Regions from separate parts of the Sus scrofa genome. Here regions 1, 3 and 4 are each linked to region 2. Evidence: chromatin contacts called from public Hi-C and promoter capture Hi-C data. All regions are on one chromosome and are shown on one strand. The core of a region is the stretch at or near the end of the contact, and the rest is flanking DNA. Distances in the headings are between cores, read along the strand shown. Region 1 overlaps CNBP (cellular nucleic acid-binding protein). Region 2 holds the start of RAB43 (ras-related protein Rab-43). Region 3 holds the start of EFCC1 (EF-hand and coiled-coil domain-containing protein 1). Region 4 holds the start of CNBP (cellular nucleic acid-binding protein).

Evidence for each region. Promoter capture Hi-C pulls out the DNA fragments that hold promoters and counts their contacts. A called contact is a pair of places that touch in the nucleus more often than the background predicts.
Region 1: a contact with region 2 is called in a Hi-C map of liver, with 4 times the contacts expected there. The contact joins the enhancer-like site here to the promoter of RAB43 in region 2. A contact is called at or near these places in 1 of 5 promoter capture datasets (skeletal muscle), 6 of 47 Hi-C or Micro-C datasets (blood, embryonic fibroblasts, heart right ventricle and 1 more) and 2 of 2 datasets of contacts at active chromatin or transcription factors (alveolar macrophages and skeletal muscle).
Region 3: a contact with region 2 is called in a promoter capture Hi-C map of liver, with 2.4 times the contacts expected there. The contact joins the promoter of EFCC1 here to the promoter of RAB43 in region 2. A contact is called at or near these places in 1 of 5 promoter capture datasets (liver) and 3 of 47 Hi-C or Micro-C datasets (liver, retroperitoneal adipose tissue and skeletal muscle).
Region 4: a contact with region 2 is called in a Hi-C map of liver, with 6 times the contacts expected there. The contact joins the promoter of CNBP here to the promoter of RAB43 in region 2. A contact is called at or near these places in 3 of 5 promoter capture datasets (fetal skeletal muscle, liver and skeletal muscle), 11 of 47 Hi-C or Micro-C datasets (blood, embryonic fibroblasts, epiblast stem cells and 5 more) and 2 of 2 datasets of contacts at active chromatin or transcription factors (alveolar macrophages and skeletal muscle).

Annotation. Positions count from the first base shown.
Region 1 is chr13:71,678,564-71,684,235 of Sscrofa11.1, forward strand. The region is part of intron 1 of CNBP (cellular nucleic acid-binding protein); the gene reads right to left. It overlaps LOC110256292 (a long non-coding RNA gene), which reads left to right. Exons shown (of 4, transcript XR_002337666.1): 2 at 869-971. Among named protein-coding and RNA genes, the nearest start is that of CNBP, 26 kb to the right of the region's middle. Within about 2 kb of position 3,733, at least 5 of the 83 cell types and tissues checked have an H3K27ac peak or open chromatin away from gene starts, as enhancers often do. A contact at or near this core is called in liver and skeletal muscle, where this site is marked.
Region 2 is chr13:71,594,486-71,600,131 of Sscrofa11.1, forward strand. It overlaps RAB43 (ras-related protein Rab-43), which reads right to left and starts at 1,833. Exons shown (of 3, transcript XM_021069416.1): 1 at 1,487-1,833. The coding sequence starts at 1,684.
Region 3 is chr13:71,503,208-71,509,422 of Sscrofa11.1, forward strand. It overlaps EFCC1 (EF-hand and coiled-coil domain-containing protein 1), which reads left to right and starts at 1,625. Exons shown (of 8, transcript XM_021069408.1): 1 at 1,625-2,935; 2 at 4,384-4,667. The coding sequence starts at 2,231.
Region 4 is chr13:71,704,187-71,709,716 of Sscrofa11.1, forward strand. It overlaps CNBP (cellular nucleic acid-binding protein), which reads right to left and starts at 2,841. Exons shown (of 5, transcript XM_021069428.1): 1 at 2,217-2,841. COPG1 (coatomer subunit gamma-1) reads left to right here and starts at 2,911. Exons shown (of 25, transcript XM_021069417.1): 1 at 2,911-3,066; 2 at 3,888-3,940; 3 at 4,391-4,471; 4 at 4,866-4,937; 5 at 5,119-5,198. The coding sequence starts at 3,030.

The DNA of each region.
Region 1 (5,672 bases), core at 2,483-4,982, 86 kb after region 2:
GCTCAAGGCAACGCCGGATCGTTCACCCACTGAGCAAGGGCAGGGACCAAACCCGCAACCTCATGGTTCCTAGTCAGATTCGTTAAGCACTGCGCCACGACGGGAACTCCCGAAACACTTCAATCTTAAATGAAGAAACAAACATGAAAGTACATAAACACGTATGCTTATCAGGGAATCCAGAAGCTATAAAAGCAAAGACAGTCATATCTGATAACTTAAAGTTTGATGTTTTGGAGATTTCGTTGTGGTTCAGTGGGTTAAGAATTTGACTAGTATCCATGAGGAAGTGGGTTTGATCCCTGGTCTCATTCAGTGGATTAAGTTTCCAGCATTTCTGCAAGCTGCTGTGTAGGTCGCAGATGTGGCTCAGATCCCGAGTTGCTGTGGCTGTGGTATAGGCTGGCAGCTGTAGCTCTGATTCAACCCCTAGCCTGGGAACTTCCATATGCCGCAGGTTTGGCCATAAAAAGAAAATAAATGTGAAGTTTTATAACAAAAAACACTAAGAAAGTTAGAAGGCAAAGGCTATAGGAGGGAAAAAATAATATCTACAACAAAGGTTAACATCTGTAGTAAACAGAGAGTTTCTATAAATCAAAATGCAATAGAAAAATGGTTAAAAACATGAAAAGACAATTTACAAAGAAGGAAATCCAAGAAGCACAACCTCAGCAGTCAGGGAAATGCAAATCTGGGCAATAACAAGATACTCAGATTCATCAGTGGGATTGGCAGAAACTGAAAAGAAAGAAAACACCCAGTGCTTATAAAGATTCAGGGAAAAAGACATTCCTGTTCATTTCTGGTAGGAACGTGGCCAGGAGTGACCTTTTTGGAAAGTCACTTGGTTCTCTCAAAATTACAGTGAAAAGGAAGAAACTTCTGAGGTGAGCCATGAGGTGAACAAATGTCCAGGGCACTGTGCCAAGTGAAAGAGCCAGACCTGGGTGTCCACACACTGATCCCAGGTACGTGATGTCCCAGGAAACGGGAAGCTGCATGGGCGGTGGAGGAAAGGCTCACTGTGAAGGTGCAAGAGGGATCTTTTGGGGGTGACAGAAAGTTTTATATCTGGGTTGTGTTGGTAATTACATTGACATATACATTTTTCCAAACTTACTGACTCATTTACTTAAAATAGGAGCATTTTACTTCATTTTGTATTTATTTATTTATTGGCTGCACCAGCAGTATGCAGAGGTCCTGGGGCCAGGGATTGAACCCATGTCACAGCAGCGACCCAAGCCACAGCAGTGACAACACTGGATCCTTAACCTGCTGAGCCATAGGGGAACTCCCCAAATGGGAGCTTTTTATTGCATGACATGATATCACTAAAAAGTTGATTTAAAAATTTAAAAATACAGGAGTTCCCATTGTGGTTCAGCAGTACGAGACTGATTAGTATCCATGTGGGCATGGGTTCAATCCCTGGACCTGCTCAGTGGGTTAAGGATCTGGTGTTGCTGTGAGCTGTGGTATAGGTCGCAGATGGAGCTTGGATCTGGTGTTGCTGTGGCTGTGGTGTGGGTCGGATGCTACAGCTACCATTGGACCCCTAGCCTGGGAATTTCCACATGCTGTGGGTGCGGCCCCAAAAAAGACAAAACCCAAACCAAACCAAACCAAAAGAAAATAAAAAGTATAAGTACAGAAAAATATATGTAGACTTCCATTTTATTGCAGCATTGTTTTGAGAAGCAAAAAAGTTGGAAATGGGAGTTCCCGTCGTGGCTCAGTGGTTAACGAATCCAACTAGGAAACATAAGGTTTCTGGTTCGATCCCTGGACTCACTCAGTGGGTTAAGGATCCGAGTTGCCATGAGCTTTGGTGTAGGTTGCAGATGCAGCTAGGATCCTGTGTTGCTGTGGCTGTGGTGTAGGCTGACAGCTACATCTCTGGTTAGACCACTAGCCTGGGAACCTCCATAGGCTCCAGGTGAGGCCCTTTTTAAAAAGACAAAAAAAAAAAAAAAGAAAGAAAGAAATGTACATAGCATCCCATTTTTGTAAAAAAAAAAAAGTATATTTTTAATCTACTGTTCATATCTGAAAAATAGAGGAAAAAATATGAATTGAGCACTTCAGGATGTTAATATTTCTTACTTAAGGGGATGGAAATAGAGAAGGGTGTGTGGTGATATAATTTTTTTTCTAGCCTCTGCAGTCAAACTCTTAACTCACTGCACCACAGCAGGAACTCCTAAATTTTTAAAAATTAAAGTGTAGTTGATTTACAATGTTGTGCCAATTTCTGTGTTAGAAAAGTGATTCAGTTATACATACATATGTATGTATATATATATTTCTTCTTTTTTATATCATCTTCCATCATGGTCTATCCCAGGAGATTGGCTATAGGTCCCTGTGCTATACAGTAGGACCTCCATTGTTTATACATTCTAAATATAATAGTTTGTATCTACTAACCCAAACTCCCCATCCATCCCACTCCCTCCCCACTCCCCCTTGGCAATCACAAGTCTGTTCTCCATGTTTGTGAGTTTGTTTCTGTTTTGTAGATAGGTTCACTTGTGTTGCATTTTTTTTCTTTTTTCTTTTTTCAGGGCCATACCTGCAGCATATGGAAGTTCCCAGGCTAGGGGTGGAATAGGACCTGCAACTGCAGGCGTACACCACAGCCACAGGATCCAAGCCACATCTGCAACCTATGCCGCTTGTGGCAACGCCAGACCCTTAACCCACTGAGAGAGGCCAGGGATCAAATCGGCATCCTCATGGATACTAGTCTGGTTCTTATCCTGATGAGCCACAATGGGAATTCCTATGCCACATTTTAGATTCCACATATAAGTGATATTACATGGTATTTGTCTTTCTCTTTCTGACTTACTGATTCACTTAGTATGAAAATCTCTCATTGCATCCATGTTGCTGCAAATGTCATTATTTCATTCTTGTTTATGCCTGAGTAGTATTCCATTGTGTATGTGTACCACATCTTCTTAATCCATTCATCTGTTGATGAACATTTAGGTCGTTTTCATGTCTTGGCTATTGTGAATAGTGCTGCTATGAACACATGGGTGCATGTATCTTTTTGAACTATAGTTTTGTCCAGATAGATGCCCAGGAGTGGGATCCTATTTTTAATTTTCTGAGGTACCTCCATACTGTTGTCCATTGTGGTTACACCAACATACATTCCCAGAAACAGTGTTAGGAGGGTTCCCTCTTCTCCACACTGTCTCTAGCTTTTGTTATTTGTAGACTTATTAATGATGGCCATTCTGACTGGTGTGAGGTGGTACCTCATAGTACTTTTGATTTGCATTTCTCTAATAATTAGTGATGTTGAGCATCTTTTTATGTGCCTACTGGCCATCTGTATGTCTTCTTTGGAAAAATGTCTATTTAGGTCTTCTGCCCATTTTTCCATTGGGTTGTTTGTTTTGTGGTTGTTGAGTTGTATGAGTTGTTTGTATATTTTGGAGATTAAGCCCTTGTCAGTTGCATCGTGTACAAATATTTTCTCCTGTTCCATACATTGTCAGTCTCTCTTTTAAAGACTAGCTGACTGGGTCATCTCTGAAATATTAACTCAAGCTGCTGACCTTTGGAAACATATCAGAGACCATGTGGACCTATGCGTGAGCTTGGTGTTAGTGAGGGTGAAAAGGATGCAGGCTTAGGCTTGGTTACAGCCCCACCTGGGGGCAGGGGGTGCTGGGACAGCCTGTGGAGGGGACATTGGAGAGGATCTGAAGCAGGCTGCTCCAGAACAGAGGCACAGGACTGTCCCTGCCAAGCTAGCGGACTGTTACTGCCCGCGGAGATGTTGTGCCAGGTCTAAACATGGACTGCATATTGAACATAACCCAAGGAGGTCACTTGCTCTGCAATTTTAAAAACAAAGTCAATCCTCGACTTGATATGATTCAAATCAGCTAGAGCAGGGGGGGCCTCTCAGGAGTTGGTTTCTAATTTGGTTTTAGAATATGAAGAAATATCAAATCAGGTTTCAAAATTGTGGTATATTTTAAATGTTTAAATATTGAACACTTTCAACATGCAAATATTGCACTTATAATTGTGCTAAAGATGACTACATAACGATATATACATACACACACACCTATATATATATGGAGATACATGCATTTCCTTTTTGAAATATATAGATATTTCTAAAAGTCAGGAAACAGGATAGGCTTTTTGGGGCTTTGTGGAGGGAGTGGTTTTTGCTTTTTAGGGCTGCACTCATGGGATATGGAGGTTCCCAGGCTAGGGGTCAAATCGAAGCTGTAGCTGCTAGCCGACGCCACAGCCACAGCAACTTGGGATCTGAGCCACGTCTGTGACCTATACCACAGCTCACGGGAATACCGGATCCCCGACCCACTGAGAGAGGCCAGAGATCGAACCCGCAACCTCATGGTTCCTGGTCAGATTCACCTCCACTGCACCATGATGGGAACTCCAAGTTTATTTCTTTTTTTTTTTTTTTTTTTTGTCTTTTTGCTATTTCTTTGGGCCGCTCCCGCGGCATATGGAGGTTCCCAGGCGAGGGTCCAATCGGAGCTGTAGCCACTGGCCTACGCCAGAGCCACAGCAACTCGGGATCCGAGCCGCGTCTGCAACCTACACCACAGCTCACGGCAACGCCGGATCGTCAACCCACTGAGCAAGGGCAGGGACCGAACCCACAACCTCATGGTTCCTAGTCGGATTCGTTAACCACTTCGCCACGACGGGAACTCCCCAAGTTTATTTCTAAATAATGTATTAGTTACATTTTCAAGTAACATGTTCGATATTTTTTTCTTTAACGTCTAGCAACGTATTCAGGCAAAAAAACACCTAAATTTAAAGCAACAGATCCAGTAACTACACAGGGAAGTTTTTACATATGTATGTGTAATACCCTCTCCCTATCTATCTGCTCAGGGTGTACTCCAGGTGTTCTAGTTTGATAAGAGAAGACAAATTCAAGGTAACATGATAAGCATTTTTTTTTCCAGTCCTTCTTTTCATCCCGACTCATGCACAGCCTTGTAGGAGATGAAGCTCTTGGAGCATGCACAACCTGACCACCTGCCCAGGGCAGGCCCTGCTGTGAGACAGAGCTGCACGGAGTGGGGAGTGGAGCCTGTGACTCGGAGTCAGGTTGCAGTTGCAGCTCTGCTGTTTCTTGTGACTTGGAGTCTATTTCCCCCTCAGCAAGATGGAGATAGGAGTAAAATCTTCCCAAGGTTGGGGAGATGGTGAACTGAGATAATGCACAGAAGGGTGTTGCACAAGATTGAGCACCAAGGTTGCTCAAATGTTTGCTTCCTTGGACGTCTCTCCCTGGCTGGATGCAAGGATGATGTTGGATGATGTACATGAAAACAAATGTTGGTTATAATTAGAAAAGGGTAACAAGGCCTGCGTCTGTCTCAAGGCAGGGTGTCTCTGTGTCAGATGGAGGTGGGGGAGATCTTTGCACTGCCTCCCAACTTACAGCTCAGGGACGGTAGTTCCCAATCACTTGGATCTTTTTTAACTTCCTTCTGTGCGCCCTCAACCTTTTGGCAACCCCCAGATCTAGCTAGCTTCTCAGAATGGGTCTGGAAATGCAGAGCAACATGTGGAAGGGGCAGGGCCATGGGCACGAGACACAGCTCCTGACAATTAATACTTCAGGGCTGCACTCAGGGCCCAGCAAG
Region 2 (5,646 bases), core at 583-3,082:
CCCTCCTTGACCACCGTAGCCACCAGGGGAGGGAGAGCAGGTTTGTTTATGCCTATCCGTCAACTCGCCACTTCCCCATGGCTCTGGCATTATCTCAGGACACAAACTCACCCGAGGACACACTCCACCCATCCCACAGCCCTTCCCTCGTCACCTGCTCTAAAGGGTGGTCCTGAATAATGACTCAAAGCTGCCTGCCAGACCTTGTTCTATTTTTTCTATCCTAAGAAGACCAAAAACACACAGAAACCAAAACAAAACAAAAACGGAAAACAAAAACCAACCCTTCAGGGAGGGAGTTTTTGCTTCCTGTCACATCTACTCCAGAGGCACTGTGGTCATGTAAAGAGTGTTGGCTGAGTTTTGCTCCACGGTGGGGCAGGAGGGAGGCAACACCCAGAAATTATCCCAATTTTGCAGAAACAAAGAGCTAAGCATCCTGGCAAAAGGCAACGGATAGCAGGCCTATAGCAGCCCAGGGAGGCTGAGCTCCACAGCAGCAGGCTCAAGGGACCCAATACAACCATCCGGCTCAACTCGAAAACACGGAGATAACAGGAGAGACACTTGCCCTGTGCAGTCCCTGTCCAGGGCTCTTAGGCGCTGGCTGGGGAAGTGGGAACTCAAAACCTTGAGAGAAAGGAAAGGATTTCCGAGCAGCGCAGTTAAGTCAAGTTACGGAGCAAGAACAATATAGTCTCTTGCTCTACTAGGAAGGCTGGCACCCAGGTGAAGAAACTGATTCATTAATCACCAATGTTAGTTATCAAACAATTGCTAGGATACTGAGACAGCTACATCTCGCTGTTTCTGTGCGGAGCCATTGCCAGCGCTCGGTCCTCTCCCCCACCTTCCGGTGTCTAGTGAAGTTTTCAGTTCCTACGAGCTGAGCTGGGGGAGGGGACCCAGGCTGGCCCAGGCCGAGTAAAGTTCCACCACCAGGTCCACAAAGAGACTGCAGGGAGGCGTGGCCAGGCCGGAAATTCTGACAAAAAGTTTTGGCCCTCCGGCCCTACAAGCAACTACTTCCTGGTCCCGCCTAGTCGTGGAGGGGGGGTGTCCCCTTCTGCCTAGGGTCCCCACCCGAGGGCCGAATTGGAGACTCCGATCGTGGTGGGGCAGGGCCAGGACGGCCAGGAGCCCCCCCTTGTGCCGGTGCCCTAGGCGCTCCGCCTGCCGGCGCTGGATAAGCTATTTTGGAGCAAAGTCCCCCCGGCGTGCAGCTCTGGAGGGCAGGGCCTCCCCCTCCGCACTCCCCCCAGCGCACGCACCCACGCACCCCGAGGCGGGCGCTGTGCGCACGGAAGCCAAGGCCCAGGCCTGCTCGGACGCGAGGACGGGGAGGGGGCTAGCGGGGGCGCTGGCCGCTGCAGAGCAGTCGGGGAACTAGCCGCGGCCCCCGCCCCACGGAGGGGACCCTCCAGGGTCCTGACGTCCCTAGTGCCCCGGGGCCCGGCTGCACGGCGGCCCAGGCCGGGACTCCCACCTTGACCCGCTGGCCCTGGATCTCCAGCGTCTTCATGGTGAAGTCCACGCCGATGGTGCTGCCCTGGCGCTCCGAGAAGGCGCCGGTCTTGAAGCGCTGCACTACGCACGTCTTGCCTACGCTCGCGTCGCCCACCAGCACCAGCTTGAACAGGAAATCGTACTGCTCGTCCGGGTCCCCAGGGCCCGGCCCCGCCATGGCCTCGGGAGCCCAAGGGCCGGCACTCTGGACGCTGGGGCGGCCTGGGCTCACGCAAGCCGCGGACCGCCTGGCGACGTGGAAGCGCCGCAACACCTGGAGAAGGGACGCCACCGCCCGCTATGCCCGGGCCCGCCCCACCTGCCCCGCCCCGCAGCCGCGGTTCCGCCCCGGACTCGCCTGGTCCAGCCCTCTACTTAGCGACAGGCCAATCCGGATCTCAGGGCCGCTTTGGGTACTGCCCAGGACACGCCCCTTCCGGACTCCGCCCCCAGACCGCCTGCCATCAGACCCCGCCCCCATCCGTACTGCAGCCTCAGTACTGCCTCTCAGGACCGCCTCCAATGAGACTCCGCCCTCAGACAAGACCCAATCAGAATCCATTTCAGAACCCCCCCTCACCCTTACCCCGGCAAGACCCCTCCCCAATCCCGGCTCTCGGTCCCGCCCCCATTGCCAATGAGCCCTCGGGGATGCCCTCAGCGGGTTAGCACTTCTCGGCTCCGCCCTTAATCCCGCTCACAGCCCAACTCCTCCAGTAGCACCACTCCCTGCACCCGCCTAGCGCCCACAGACTTTGTATGCCTCCCGCTCCCGAGACCTGGCCCATAGCTGGGCTCCCCTACCTGCCTGGCCTCTCCTACCTGAGCTCTCCCAGACCTACATTCAGGAGCGAACTCGAGGGAAGGTGAGGTCTCTGAGACACGTTAACCTAGCCCTTGGACGCAAAATGGCCTCTTCTAGGATGGATCTCTGGGGAAGGGACAGCCAGTGCTCACACCAATAGCACCGACAGGGATCCCCTCCAACAGAGGATGCCATAAGTGGTGGCATTTTCCCATGTTGAATAAGGAAAAGGAGACAAAGAAGGCTTCGGTGAGGCCAAAAACTAAGCTGGCTACAAAACTGGGCCAGAATCCTTGTGGGGAAGGGGCCTGAGGGCTATGTGCTCAAGGTGACACCCCCACCCCAGCCAGGTTTCTGGGAGAGTGGAAGTGGGAGACCCATTTCGTGGGAGGCTAGGCCAGGAGGAGGTGGGGGATCCCAAGCCCAAAAGGCAGCCCACAGTGGTAGAGGGAGCTGCCCAAACATCTCAGGATGGGGACACAGGCCTAGGGGGAACTGACCCACCTGATAAGCATCAAAGATTGTCCTGAGGAGTTCCTGTCCTGGCTCATCAGAAACAAATCCGACTAGGAACCATGAGGTTGCTGGTTCAATCCCTGGCCTCGTTCAGTGGGTTAAGGACCCAGTGTTGCTGTGAGTTGTGGCGTAGGTTGCAGATGCGGCTTGGACCTGGCGTTGCTGTGGCTGTGGTTGTGGCTGGCAGCAACAGCTCCGATTAGACCCCTAGCCTGGGAATCTCCTTGTGCCGCGGGTGTGGCCCTCAAAAGACAAAAAAAAAAAAAAAAAAAGATTGTTCTCAGCGGAGGAAGAAGGGAGGTTCAGGGAGAATTCTGTGGAAGGGACAGACCCATTCTGGGATGGACCAGTGAACCAGGGCTCCTCAGAGAGAGGAGACCTAGATGTCTGTGAGAAGCTTAAAATAGATCAAATAGGATGTATTCCCCAAAAGGCTCCCCAGTTACTAAGATGGAAGGGAACTGAGAATAGTCCTGCCCTCCATAGGCAGCCCCTTACCAAGGGGCTGCAGCCCTCCAATTCCATATAATTTTAAAATCTGATTAATGCCTGCTGCTGGTCAGGTACTCTTCCAAGGCCTTGGAATACATCAGTGACCAAAGCAGAGAAAAATCCACACCCTTCCCATAACTTAAGGAGACCACGGAGAGCAAGTCCACCAGGACCAGTAGTGCCCCAGAATCCTGACCAGCTTTACTAGCCAGGTGGGAAGAGAATGGACCAGGACACAAAGGCAGACTGATAGAGAAGGTGAAGGGTTACTGAACTTCACTGCCATGGGAAACACCCAAATGAAAGGAGCCCCCAAGTGCCATGGAAAAGCAGATCTAGGAGCCCAGATTTGTTACATCAGATTGGAGCCACAGGACACAAGTCCCTCCAAGTAGACTGGAGGATAGTTAGTGGAGACTTCCACATGCTGGGTTGTCTCTGGGGAGGGGGACAGGTTAAAGCCCAGGATCCCACAAAGCAATGTGTGCCTCAAACTGTAAATGGCCACCTGCAGCACCAGATGGGAGGGAAGGGAAAAGTGGGTCCAGGAGACAGGATGGGCTGAGGTCCCACCAACAGGAGGCAGGGGGAGAGGAAGGAAGAAGATTGGGCAGCTGTGGGTACACCGGACAAGCAGCTGGCTAGCAGAAGTGGCCTTTCCATTGGTCTGGCCTGGAACTGGCTAGGGGTTGGTGGAGGGGGGAGGTTGGCCTAGGTATAGCTTATGCCAGAAAACCCAGCCACTATTTGCATTTGTGGGGTGATGGAATTGTTCTAAAACTGGACTGTCATGAGCGTTGCATGGTTCAGGAGATTCATTAAGATATTAAGTTGTACACCTACAATAGGTTTTTGTGGCATGTAAAGTATATGTCAGTAATGCTGTTAAAAAAAAAAAAAATCTGCATTTCTTCTCTTTGGTGGTAAATTCCTGAATAGCACAGTGACATTTTAACTGAAATTGAATTATGCTTGTTTGAAATGTAATAATTAAAAAATATTGGTGTCTCAATGCCCAAAATTTCAAATAATGCACATGCCAAATTTTTTAAAATGTGCCAAGAATTTAACATTCTTAAAGCTAATGGTGGTTGGGCTGAATGAATTTTCAGTTTGTGCTACTGCCACATGGTGGCATCATCCTAGCTGCCATATAAATGGAAGCAGGGGCTGTGACCCCAGCGCTCAGGATCAGAACTCCTCCAAGTGGTGAGAATTCTTGCCTCTTCTTCCTTTCTCTTTTCTCCCTTACTTCCCTTCCTTCCTTCCTTCTCTCTTTTCTTTTCCTTTCCTTCTGCAGTCATTATTTAAATACACAGCCTCTAACAATACTATCTGAGTTTTATTTGGCAGAGCCGGAGCTAGTGCTCAAAAAGTGACACCAATCGGAAATAAAGGTGAAAAACACCACGAAGACCAGACACCAGCCATGAATGACATCCTGTGATCTTAATACAGAAGAAGGCTTGCTGTAAAAAATTAAAAGCAGCAAGAATGCAAAACTATGCCACAGCAATTATAGACTGAGGGGGCCTGGCTGCTGCTGGCTGGGCTGGGGAGGCTCCTGGGGTGGGGAGGAGGCAGCCCCAGTTTGCCTGGTGGCCAGAGAAATGTCAGACATCCCGCTGGCTCTCCCAGAGCCCCCAAATGCCTAACCATGGGCCAAAGAAGCCCCGATTCATCCAACAGTGCCAGGTTCATGCTGGAGACTCTTGACTGGAAATACAGGGTCACTGGACTCTCAGCACCCCGACCCCAACATCCACCAGGCCCAGGATGCCCTCCCACTCACTGCCACCCACCCGAGGTGCAATGCCCTCCCCTGGAGGATTGCCCTGTCTTCCTCCCCTCAGCTTCCAGTTGGCCCCCAGCCCCCTATCCCCATCAAGCAGGCCTGCCAGGGACAGACGCAGGGGACACCCACTCACCTCCCCAACTTCATCTGCTCCCCTGCCTCACACCTGCCAGTCTTCAGAGTCCTACCAGCCTGGCAGAGGGACCTGGCAGCACAGCTTATCTTCCTGGGACAGAAACTCTGGCTCGGTGATGCAGAAAAGCCCTATAGGAGACCTTCACTCTATAGCACAAGAGGGTGAAGCAGGAGAGCAGCCATGAGAGAGCCTGGGGGGCAGGGGCAGCCACCACAGCAGACCAGTCTGCTCTTTAGCCCAAGCTACTGCTGCCTCAACTACTGGAAGTAGGGTACCCCCCACCCCCACCCCAGCCTCTCCTGGGGCTTTGGAGGACTAGGTGAGTTGCTGATGTTGCAGAGGATGGGGTGGGGGTAGGTTGATCTGTGAGGAAACAAAACTGGCCCCTTTGCCTCT
Region 3 (6,215 bases), core at 375-2,874, 91 kb before region 2:
CAGTGGAAGCAAATCCGACTAGGAACCATGAGGCTGCGGGTTCAATCCCTGGCCTTCCTCAGTGGGTCCAGGATCCGGCATTACTGTGAGCTGTGGTGTAGGCTGGGGGCTACAGCTCCGATTGGACCCCTAGCCTGGGAACCTCCATGTGCCGTGGGAGCAGTTGCAGTATAGGCAGCATAGGTAGCAGCTGCAGCTCAGATTCTACCCCTCCCCAGGAACTCCATATGTCAAGGGTGCAGACAAAAAAAAAAAAAAAGGAGCCGCTTATAAAAGACCACTTACTGTATAATTCCATTTTATACAAAATGTTCAGAATAATGAAATCCAAAGAAACTAAGAGTGGTTGTCTGGGGCTGGGGGTTGAGAGTGGAGGGTAGGAAATTGTGGGGGCGGTGGGCTACCTAATATAAAGTTTTGGGGGACCTGTGATGAGAATGGTCTAAAATGAAATTGTGATGATGGTCATGTGTTCTATAAATATGCAAAAACCATGTATTTATACACCTTAAATGGGTGAATTGTATGCTATGTAAATGACAAACTCTTTCCCCCTTGAAGAAAGCAAACAAAAACATTTGTCAAAAAAGGAGATGTTACAGTAAAAGACAAACACCTCCAACCCCTGGAAACAACCACTGAATCCATTTTGGGAGTCCTTCCATTTTCTATGCTCTTGCATACACACATCTTCATAGAAAATATTTAAGCTGCTCTGTGTAGGTTTGTTGTTAGGTTAGTCTGTATTAAATTTACGCAATATACTGCAACTTGCTTTCTTCACTCATCCTTTCTCAGTGATGCATCCTGGCTGCTGTATGAGGGACACCACGTTGTCTCCTGTTGCTATTATAAACAATGATGCAATGAACATCCTGGACATAGGTTTTCCTAAGGTAGAAGCCAAAAAGTGGAGTTTAAAAAACTTTTTGTCAAATTGTTACTATGTTAATAATTGTGAATGCATGTCCAAAATGGGGGTGGCGGGGGCATCTGACTCATTCCTGGCAGGGGCGTACCTTGGGCAAAGCCTTCAAGAAGGACTAAAAATTTGCCAAACGGACAAAGTGCTCTCTGGGCTGCTGCAGCAGAGGGACGGAATTGTAGTGCTTTTTCAAATTCTAGGATTTAACACTTAAATTCCTAGAGCTGTACAGGAGGCCAGATTCTCCCCCATCTTAGAGCGAAAGAGAGCTGAAGAAATTGCATGATGAGTTCCCAGTGCAAGTATCAGGTTAGGACAGCTCTAAGGCTCTCTTATCAAGTTTTTTTTTTTTTTTTAAAAAGGGGGAGGGGGGAAGGAAAGGCAGCCTTCCACTCACCTGAGAGGCGGCTGTTTCTTTCATTTTCCAGAAAGGTGCTCTAAGGCACCAAACAAAATGTTGGTGAAACATCTACCTGGGAGCCTAATGCAGCTCAGAGGTGGAATTCTGGTCACCTGGCCAACACCATCCCCCACACAAAAGGGCGGGAGGCCTGAAGACCACCACTTCCTATCCCACGCCCCTCCTTAGAGCTGACAGAGCAAGGGTTCGGCTCAGATGGGTTTCCATCCACCAGGCTGGGCCTGACGCATCTCCAACCTTGTTTTACCTCTGGTCCAGTTACCACAGCAGTCCGTGGTGGAATTATAAGTGGGTTTGGGAATCTCGCATCGGAATTTAAGAGGAAGGGGCTTCACCGCACCTACGATGGTGGAGGGCGGCCCCAGAGAGCTCTGGCTGCCCTTGGAAAGCTTGGTGGTAAGATGGGGTGGAGTGACTCGTGGGCGTGGGGACACGCCCCCAGCAACCGGCCGCAGCCCTCCAGCCGCTCCCCAGCTTCCTATCTTGAACCAACCCCTCGCTCCGGTCTCTGGGCAAATTCTGCATAAAGCCGGTGGACGAAACGTGGAGGAACTGAAGGCCGACAGACCCGGAATGGAAGGAAAACAGGAGATGCCAGGAACTGCCCGGGAGTGATGAGGGGAGAAGAGTGCCGGGGTCACCGAAGGAAGCGAGATCGGGAGGGTGATCAGACAGCAGCGGCCCCGCGGGGGTCTCATGGCTCCCGAGCCCTCTTCAGTCCAGCCCGGGTAAACACAGACGCCCTGCCAGGACGGAGCAGCTGCCGGACACGGCCCTCGGCGTCGCTCCAAGCAGACCGCCGCCGCTAAGCCCCTCCTTTCGAGAAACTCTGGAGCCGCCCCTGGAAGTGGTGGGGCGGCGGGCCGGAGGAGCGACGCTCAGCGATGGAGCTCAGCGGCCCGGGCGCGGAAGCCGGCGTGGAAGGCGCGGCGGGCGACCCGTACCAGAGACCCGCGCGGCGCACGCAGTGGCTGCTGAGCGCCCTGGCGCACCACTATGGGCTGGACCGCGGCGTAGAGAATGAGATCGTGGTGCTGGCCACCGGCCTGGACCAGTATCTGCAGGAGGTTTTTCACCACCTGGACTGTCGCGGCGCCGGCCGCCTGCCTCGTGCCGACTTCCGTGCGCTGTGCGCCGTGCTGGGGCTGCGGGCTGACGGAGCCTCTGCCACCGAGGAGGCCGCCGTGGATACGCCCGTCGAAGACACGAACTCCAGGGATGTGATCGCCCAGGACGCGGCCGCTGGGGTGGACACCGACGATGACGCGGAGGAAGAGGCACGCCTGGCACTGCGCGCCGAGCCGCCCGAGCTCACCTTCCGCCAGTTCCACGCGCGCCTGTGCGGCTACTTTGGCACCTGCGCGGGGCCGCGTCTGCCCCGCGGTGCTCTCAGCGAGCACATCGAGACACAGATCCGCCTGCGCCGCCCGCGCCGCCGCCGTCGCGCTCCCCGCACGCCCAGCCCCGACAGCGGTCAGGATAGCGAGCGCCTGGCCAGGTTGGAGGAGGAAAACAGCAGTCTGCGCGAGCTGGTGGAGGACCTGAGGGCCGCGCTGCAGAGCAGTGACGCGCGCTGCCTTGCGCTGCAGGTGCGCAAGGGTCCCAGGACAGAAGCGGGGAGGCAGGCAGGGAGTAATGATAGAATGGGGTGGGAGCGTTGATAGGGGTCTGGATGCAGAGCCCCGGACTAAGCAGAGTCTGAAGAAGGGGGGAAAGGGTAGCCAGTCTCACTCCCGCCTGCTTGCATCCTGTGCTTGTGGCACCCCGTTCAACTGCAACCCACTCCAGTCCCCACCCCTACTCATATCACCCGTTCCATCCTGCAAAACCCCAGTACCACTCAGATAAACATCCCACCCACACCCAATCTCATCTTGGTCCTCTGATCCCGCAGGAAACCTGTTTAATCTCACATGTGCCTCTTGAACTCTCTGCCTGTATCAGGCTTCCACAAGGCCTAGGAGATAAGGTGTTAGGATGGCCCTGACCCCACCCTTAAGGAGCTCCCTGCCTAAGGAGGTATTCAGGCAGCTCTGCTCATTCAACAAACACTGGTGGGCCTTGCTCAGGTCCAGGCCTGGTGTCTCCCTGCTAAATAGACAGTATCACTGTTGACTAGGCAGGCACTGGCCACCCAGGCTGGGCGGGCCAGGCCTACTGTGGAATATAGAGAAGGAAGCACAGAGAGAGGCATGGATCCAGTCCAGGCATCTGGGATTCAGTCAACAAACACCTGGACACTGTGTTTGCCCAGCTGTGTGCCAAAGGCAATGGGGGGGGGGGAGCGCAGGGGCCAAACGGGGCCAGGAACAGCCTCTGCCCCAAGAGATCGAAGACTAGGAGGGAGCTGGCTTTGTATTAGCCCTGCCCACTACCCACACAGCCTAGGGTCACAGTTCTGAGGGGTAGAGAGAGGCTGCAAAGTGCACAGCGGTGCAAGGTGCAGATTTCAGTGGCCCTGGTAGTGGCCGGGCATCGGAGAAGCAAAATCTGGGGCAGAAAAATACTCCTATTATGTGGAGTAAAATCGTTCAGGATCTCCAGGATTCTCCAGGTACTTAGCACCTAGCGTATGCTAGGCCTGTTTCAGGCGCCGAAGCACAGCAGTAAACAAGATGGAAGAAAACCGCACCCTCAAGGAACTGGCAGCCTAGCAGCAGGCAGTGAAGAGGGCTGAAACGCCATATGGGGCGCCTGAAGTGCCCCGAGATCTAGGGGGTGGAGGGGCACTGGAGGGGGTGAAGGGGAGTGCCCCAAGGCAGTGGGCAGACGGAGAAGAGTGGGAACATGTGGGACTCACTGGAACCCTGCGAAGAACAGAATTCAAGCTTGGCCCTTCCGTTGCCCTCATCCATTAAAAAGGGAGGAGGAGAGCTCCCGCATCCGTAGAGCCTGGTGAGGATTAAAGGAGTTCAGACAGGTCCAGGGCGCGGAAAGCACACGCGCTGAAAGCATGCTTTGCCTTCGCGCTCTGGGGCCGGGTCTTGGTGTCCGACGCGAGGCGCTCACTTCCTGCCCTGCTGCCCTGTCCCGGCAGGTCGGCCTCTGGAAAAGCCAGGCGGGCTCCCAGGAGGCGGCGCGCAGCGGGCCCGAAGCGGCGGCGCGGGAACTGCGGCAGGCGAGGGGCGCGCTGGCGGCGGCCCAGGCCCACGCTGTGCGGCTTCGCAGGGGCCAGGCCGAAGTGCGGAGGCGAGCGGAGGAGGCCCGGCAGGCTGTCCTGCGCAGCCTAGGGCGCGTGCGCGAGCTGGAGGCGCTGGCGCGGCAGGTTCCCGGTCTGCAGCGCTGGGTGCGGAGGCTGGAGGGTGAGCTGCGGCGCTACAGGTGAGCGGGAGGCCCATGAGCCCCAGATCACCTCAGGTTCTCCCAAACCCCAGGTGTGCTTTCCTCCAACTCATTCTCATGGTCCCCTGGTTGTTCTCATGTTCAGGTATCCACTCACCCACCCATCCATCCATCACACTCACACCCACCCATCAATCCCCCCACCCACCCACTCACCCCTCCATCCATCCCCCCCAACCCATCCACTCACCCATCCATTCATGTGCCTGTTCACCCATAAAGTCCCTCCATATTCCTGTTGAGGGGCCACAATAGTACATCCTTATTTGTTCTTTGATTTGCTCATTGCAATGATAATGATAAGAGCTCACAGTTACAGAGCACCTAACGCATGCCAGACTCTGATCTAAACACTAAAGGGACTTAACTCACTCAATCCTCACAGCTACCTGCCCTGTGAGGTAAGCACCGGTGTGTCACCATTCTGCAGGTGAGGAAACAGATGTGTGATCTCTTGTGTCAGCTGCACCAAGGCAAGAAGCTGGGCTTGGGACCAGTGTTCAAATCTTGGCCAGGCCCCTGACAGGTGTGTGATCTTGGACGAGTCACTGCTACTCTGGGAGTACCTGTTTCCTCTTTGGTGGAATGGAGGTTGGAGTCCCTACCTGCCAGGGTGGCCATAAAAAGGCAGTGAGGTCCTGCCTGGACACTGAGGTGCTCAGTAAGCAAAGCTCTCATTCCCCTCAAATCACAAGGCACCTGGCCACCTGCGTGTCTGGCTTCCACATTTACTGAGAAGCAGCTCTGCACAGGGCCTAGGCCAGGCACCAGGGTGTCATTATGAACAAGACATTCCAAAATGCTTGCCATGAGCAGCACTGGTGAGCATGTGACATCATCACATGAGATGTGTGAAAGCAAGTGACTGGGTGCTGTGGGGGAGGGGCAGGACCCTCATCACACCTGCTGCAGGTTCTGCCAATACCTGAAGACATGATACAGGAGCAGAGTGCTGGCCCTGGGTGGCTGCGGAGGCGGGGGTTGTTACCTGGCAAGATGGGCTAATGAGAGAGGAGAGCGTTCTAGAAAATGGGAACAGTGTGGGTAAAGTGCAGAGGCAGGAGGGACCTTGGCTAAGAGGCAGAAGCTAAGAGTGAATGGAGGGGTAAAGCTGGAGAGGCAGGCAGAGGCCAGGCCAGGGTGGGTGTGTGGGTGGTGACGGGGACTTCAGCCTTTCCTTCAAAAGAGCATAAAGCCATGGACAAGTTCTAGTAAGGGGGTGACAGAAGCAGACTTCCACTGCAAAAAATAACCACCTTGGAGTTCCCATTGTGGTGCAGGGAAAACAAATCCCACTTGTATCCATGAGGACTCGGGTTCCATCCCTGGCCTTGCTCAGTGGGTTAAGGATCCAGCGTTGCCATGAGCTGTGGTATAGGTTGCAGACATGGCTCGGATCTGGCATTGCTGTGGCTGTGGTGTAGGCCAGCAGCTGCAGTTCTAACTCAACCCCTAGCCTGGGAACTTCCATGTGCTACGGGTGGTGAATCCCTAAAAAAAATAAAATAAAATAACCATCCTGGCCAC
Region 4 (5,530 bases), core at 1,591-4,090, 110 kb after region 2:
TGGGTGTGGCCCTAAAAAAATAAAAAAAGAAAGAATGATTTCTTAATATATGACACTAAAAACATAAGAAAGAAAAACAGATAAATTGGACCTCACCAAAGTAAAAAGCTTTTTTTGTGTTTCAAAGGACATGACAAAGTAAAAAGACAACCTACAGAATGGAAGAAAGTATTTGCAAGTCATACTTTTTTTTTCTGAGGCATATGGAGGTTCTCAGGCTAGGGGTTGAATCGGAGCTGTAGCTGCCAGCCTACACCACAGCCACAGCAACGCAGGATCCAAGCCTTGTCTGTGACCTACACCACAGCTCAGGGCAACGCCAGATCCTTAACCCACTGAGCAAGGCCAGGGATTGAACTTGTGTCCTCATGGATGCTAGTCAGATTCATTTCTGCTGAGCAACGACGGGAACTCCACAAATCACACATTTAATAAGGGTCTAGTATCCATACAATATAAAGAACTCATAACTCTTTGATAAAAAAGATAGCTCAATTTAAAAATGGGCATGGGATTCGAACAGACATTTCTTCAAAGAAGGTGTACAAATGGCCAAAAGTATCTGAAAAGATGCTCAATGTTACTAGCCATCAGGGAAATGCAAATCAAAACCACAATGACATACCGCTTCACAGCCACTATAATTGCTAAAACACAAAGACAATAAGTGTGGTTGAGGATGGAGAAATTACAACCTTTAATACACTGCTCATGGGAAAATTTAATGGGGCAGATGCTTTGGAAATCAGGCAGTTTCTCAAAAAGTTAAACAGAGTTATCACACCACCAGCATTTCTACTCTTAGGTATCTACTCAAGAGAAAACATGTCACAAAAATTTATACACAAATGTTCATAACAGCATTATCTACAGAGGTAAAAAAGTGGAAACAACTCAAGTGTCCTTTAACTGGTGAATGGATAAACAAAATGTATATGTATCCGTAAAATGGAATATTATTTAGCAATTAACAAGAGTGAAGTACCGATTCATGTTATGATGTGGATGGACCTGGAAAACACTATGCTAAGTAAAAGAAGCCAGATACACAAAAGGTCATACAATGCATGATTCTATTTACATGAAATATCCAGAATAGGCAAATGCGTACAGACAGAAAACGGATCAATGGTTGGGGGGGAGGAGTGAGGGATGGAGAATGTTCTGGAATTAGTGGTAATGGGTGTAGCCTTTTGAATATACTAAGAATCATTGAACTGTACGCTTATAAAAGGGTAACATTAAGGTATGAGGATTATACCTCAATTTTTTAAAAACTAGTAAAATTAATAAAAAATATTATCACAATCAGGATATTGCTATTATCCAATTTACAAATCTTATTCAGAGTTCCCTAATTGCTCCTATACTTTCTGTACTCTGTTTCTACAAAGGACTTAACAATTATCATGAAGAATGTACATTACAGTTAAAAAAAAACCAATAAAACCCTATAATTATATATTAGCTTATACACAGAGCTGGAGTCACAACACACAATTCTCATTGTAAAAATTAGTATTATAAAAATTTTCCTTGGTATGTGATTTTACAGAATTCATATCACACTCTGAAAGGATATTTTAACTCAACACAATTCATCTATATTTCATCTTTTTAACAATCCAAATCTCTGGGGTTCTTTTCTGGTTTTTAATCACGAGCCATGTTTATTTAACCTTAACTATGAACTCTTTTACACCTTGCTTTTCCCTTTTGATGTCTCACTTTATATAAGAAGCTTGGATACTGCCTCACAAGTCATCAGAAATATCCCTTTATAAATGATGTGGATGACAGCATCCGATGGACGTCCTACAATTCCCTTAATCATCCACTTATTGCTGGACATTTAGGGTGTTTCCGATTATCTCGCTGCAAACTGCTGCAGTGGGCAACTTAACTCTTGAGAATTTTCTACGGACAAGGGGTGGGGTTAGAGGTTAAAGATTTTGCTCATCTTTCTGGCTCTTTACAATTTTTGGTGCAAGACTCGCACTTCCCTCGCCGCGCTACCCCGTCACTCCGCTGCGTCCAGCCAGGAGCCTCAGCCTCTGCAATGCCAGACCCAGAGGTTGACCCCTCCCCATCACCTGGGGGCCCCGCCCTAACCGCCCCCACCCCAGGACCTGGACCCCCGCCCGGGCTCATCTAGGTTCCCTCCACACCGCCCCTCCGGCCAGCCGACTTCTGCCCGCCGCCGCGCAAGTCCTGACCTTGGCCCGGGAGTGTCCTCACAGATCCGCGGAGAGTGACCCGGGGCGCCGTGTTTTCCCTTCCAGTCCCTTCCAGTCCCCAGCGCTAGGCGACGCATCCAATAGGTGCTGGCAAAATACTCGAAGATTGAAAGAGCACATTGAAGTTGCTGCGCAGTAGATAAGTAGATCTCAGTTTAGTTAGATCCCTGGAAGTTAACGCGGTACCAAATGGTTCGCACCTGGAGCAGGTGTGAGCGCGGTGCGCAAAGGTGAATTGTAAGAGCCACTTCATGCGTTATTTCAAGCAACAATTTACTGAGCATGTACCGTGCGCCAACATCATCCACGGCAGGGAGTAAAAGAGCAATCAAGGACGAATAGAATATAGTGTCTTGGACGACCATTCGGGCTAGGCAGAAAAATCCGGCCGGGAATGGGGCTGAAAGTGAGGTGAGGCTGGCAGGCCTACCGGAGAAAGTGACAAGACATGTAGCATCTCGGAGGTGGGCCTCCTCTCCTGCCAGAGTGCTAGGGCCTCGCCTCTGGGAGTCCGTTTAAACTCGCGCCACCAGGCGGTGAGGCGTGGACGTCTATAAGCGGAGGAGGCCGTAAGGTCCGGAGTTTTAGCCCCGGCTTCTCCCCAGCAGGGACGGGGTTAACGCCCGACGCGGCGGCGGCACGTGCGCATGCGCAGATCGCGGAGTGCGCCTGCGCATAGCGCCGGGCGACGTGGCCAGCCGGAAGTGGCTGGAGCTGAACTGCTACCGGACTGTCGCTGCCAGCTGCAGGGTCCCTCTGTGAGTGCTGTTTCGCGCTCCCGCCGGCACCACCATGCTGAAGAAATTCGACAAGAAGGACGAGGAATCGGGTGAGGGGGGCCAGGCCCGGGGGAGGCCTGACCGCGCAGACTCCCAGCACCCTCCCCACCGGGCCCCCTTTGGGGCCTCTGTCCTGCCCCGAGGCCCAGGGAGGAACAGCGGCTTCTGTGAGGTCCGTCGCGGGTCAGCAACAGGCCTCGGAGAGCCTGAGCATGCTCCATTGCCTTGCACTCGGAAGCTCCAGCCACGATTCTCTGAGTGACCTTGGACGGGTCACTCGCTTCTCTGGGCCTCAGTTTCCCCTTCTGTCCAAGGAGGGGCCGGGTGGGGAAAACAGTGCTTCTCTGAGGGTTCGCTGGGGCTGCGTTAGTGCTGGCTGCACTGGGACGTGGTCTGAGGAGCCAGGCCCTTTTCAGTGCCCTGTCACTGCAGTAGAGCAAGTGACACACTCAGTGCCCAAGTCGGGAATGTTAGATAGGTCACAGACATAGTGGTGGAGACAGATATCAGTCAAATAATCACTTGTATAACTTACAAGCATAACACCTGCTATGAAGAAATTCTAATCACTGGGAGATGGTGGTCCCACCCGTAGTAGGGACCCGGTTAAGTACCAATTGCATAAATGAAAATATGGCACTATGAGAGGCACAGGAGGACTGTGCAGGGCTGCTGGGTGAAGTGGTTTGCAGTGGCAGGAACCCCCTTGCAGGAGAGTGGCAGGATCTATTGGCAGGTTGTGATTGCCATTCTGAGAAGTTGGTACTTCATTGGATGGACAGTGCGACATCTTTCCCTTGATTGCGACTGGGAGAATTTTGAAATTCAGAGTCGCAACCTGTACTCAGTCCTCTCTGTTCTCTGACAATAGGTGGAGGTTCCAACCCATTCCAGCACCTCGAGAAGAGTGCAGTGCTCCAGGAGGCAAGTGTTATTTGCTCCCCTGTCCCTTCCATCATAAATGTCCACACTCAGAGTGATCAAAATACTAACACATTCAAAGTTCTGGTTTAAAGAACAGTAGGGGAAAAAAACCTGTTCTTGGAAAAACAGGGAAACTTTGTTCCTGGAGAGAGTTCATTATGCTTATCTTTTTTTTGTTGTTTGTCTTCATTTCCCCTTCCAGTTATTTTATAAGTATCTGTTAGTCATTAAGTAAGCACATCACCAGCTAATATGGAAAATTTCAGGAGTTGTTAATAAATGAATTAAGAAAAAAGCAAAACAAAACTCTTTCTTATGAAAATTAGGTTACCTGGCCAGTGTGTCTATTTACCTGGGACTTCTCCAATCTTGAATGTGTTTGAGGGTAGTCATGGAAGGGAAAGAAATTGAACTAGAAGATCGTAGTCTTTCTTGGTTGCTTCTTCTTAGGCCCGTGTGTTTAATGAAACCCCCGTCAACCCTCGGAAATGTGCCCACATCCTCACCAAGATCCTTTACCTCATAAACCAGGTAACAGGGTGAGGCTTGGGGGTGGGGAAAACAGTGCTGGGTATATGTCGGGGAGTTGCACGGCCCATTTGTGCTTGTAGCCAGCAGCCTAGCTCTAGATACCCTCAGCATCTACCTCTGATGTGTTACTGGGTTTTGTTGTTGTTGTTGTTGTTTTATGTTTTGGCTGTGCCCATGGCATGTGAAAGTTCCCAGGCCAGAGATTGAACCCTTGACTCAAGCCGCTGCAGTGACAGTGCCAGATCCTTAATGTGCTGTGACATCGGGGAATTCCTCCTGTGTTGCTCTTCATGGAGCCTGTGCAGGATCTGAGGATATAGCCAGGGCTGATCTGGCAGGAAGAGCCTTCTGACCCATCTGTGCCAAGCTGAGACCTCTTTCTTCATTACAACAGGGGGAGCACCTGGGGACCACTGAAGCAACTGAAGCCTTCTTTGCCATGACCAAACTTTTTCAGTCCAATGATGTAAGTGCCCCCACCCCTGCTCTCCTCCAAAGGGAGCAGCTGGGACAAGGTGGTGGGAGGGCCAAGGAAAGCTGGCCCCCCAGTCACCGAGGCTGCCTCTGTCTTAATTGGCATTTTCTTGTCCTAACCCTGGTGCTCATACTGAGTTGGGGTCAGAGGGCTTTTTGCATCTCTTGCCCAGCCCACTCTCCGTCGGATGTGCTACTTAACCATCAAGGAGATGTCCTGCATCGCAGAGGATGTCATCATCGTCACCAGCAGGCAAGTCAGAGGTCTGTGATGCAGTCCACTGCCACAGGCCATCTTCTCATGAGCTGAGGCTTGAGTTTGACATATCGGCAGTGCCCTTTCCACCTTTCCTCTCCTGTCTCCCTTGTCCTTCAGTTACCCTGCCCACCATAACAGCTTCCAGGGTGGGCGGTTTCCCTTTTAATTCTCTGGCTTTAACTTAGGCAAACACTTTTCCTTCCTTTGATTTCTCTTTGTTGACTGAGGCAGTTTGGAGCTTTCACAGAGTCCAGTGAGTACCAGAGAGGATGCAGAAAGATTAGACATAAAGGATGCACGAGGCAGACAGACAGACTTGCTAAGTA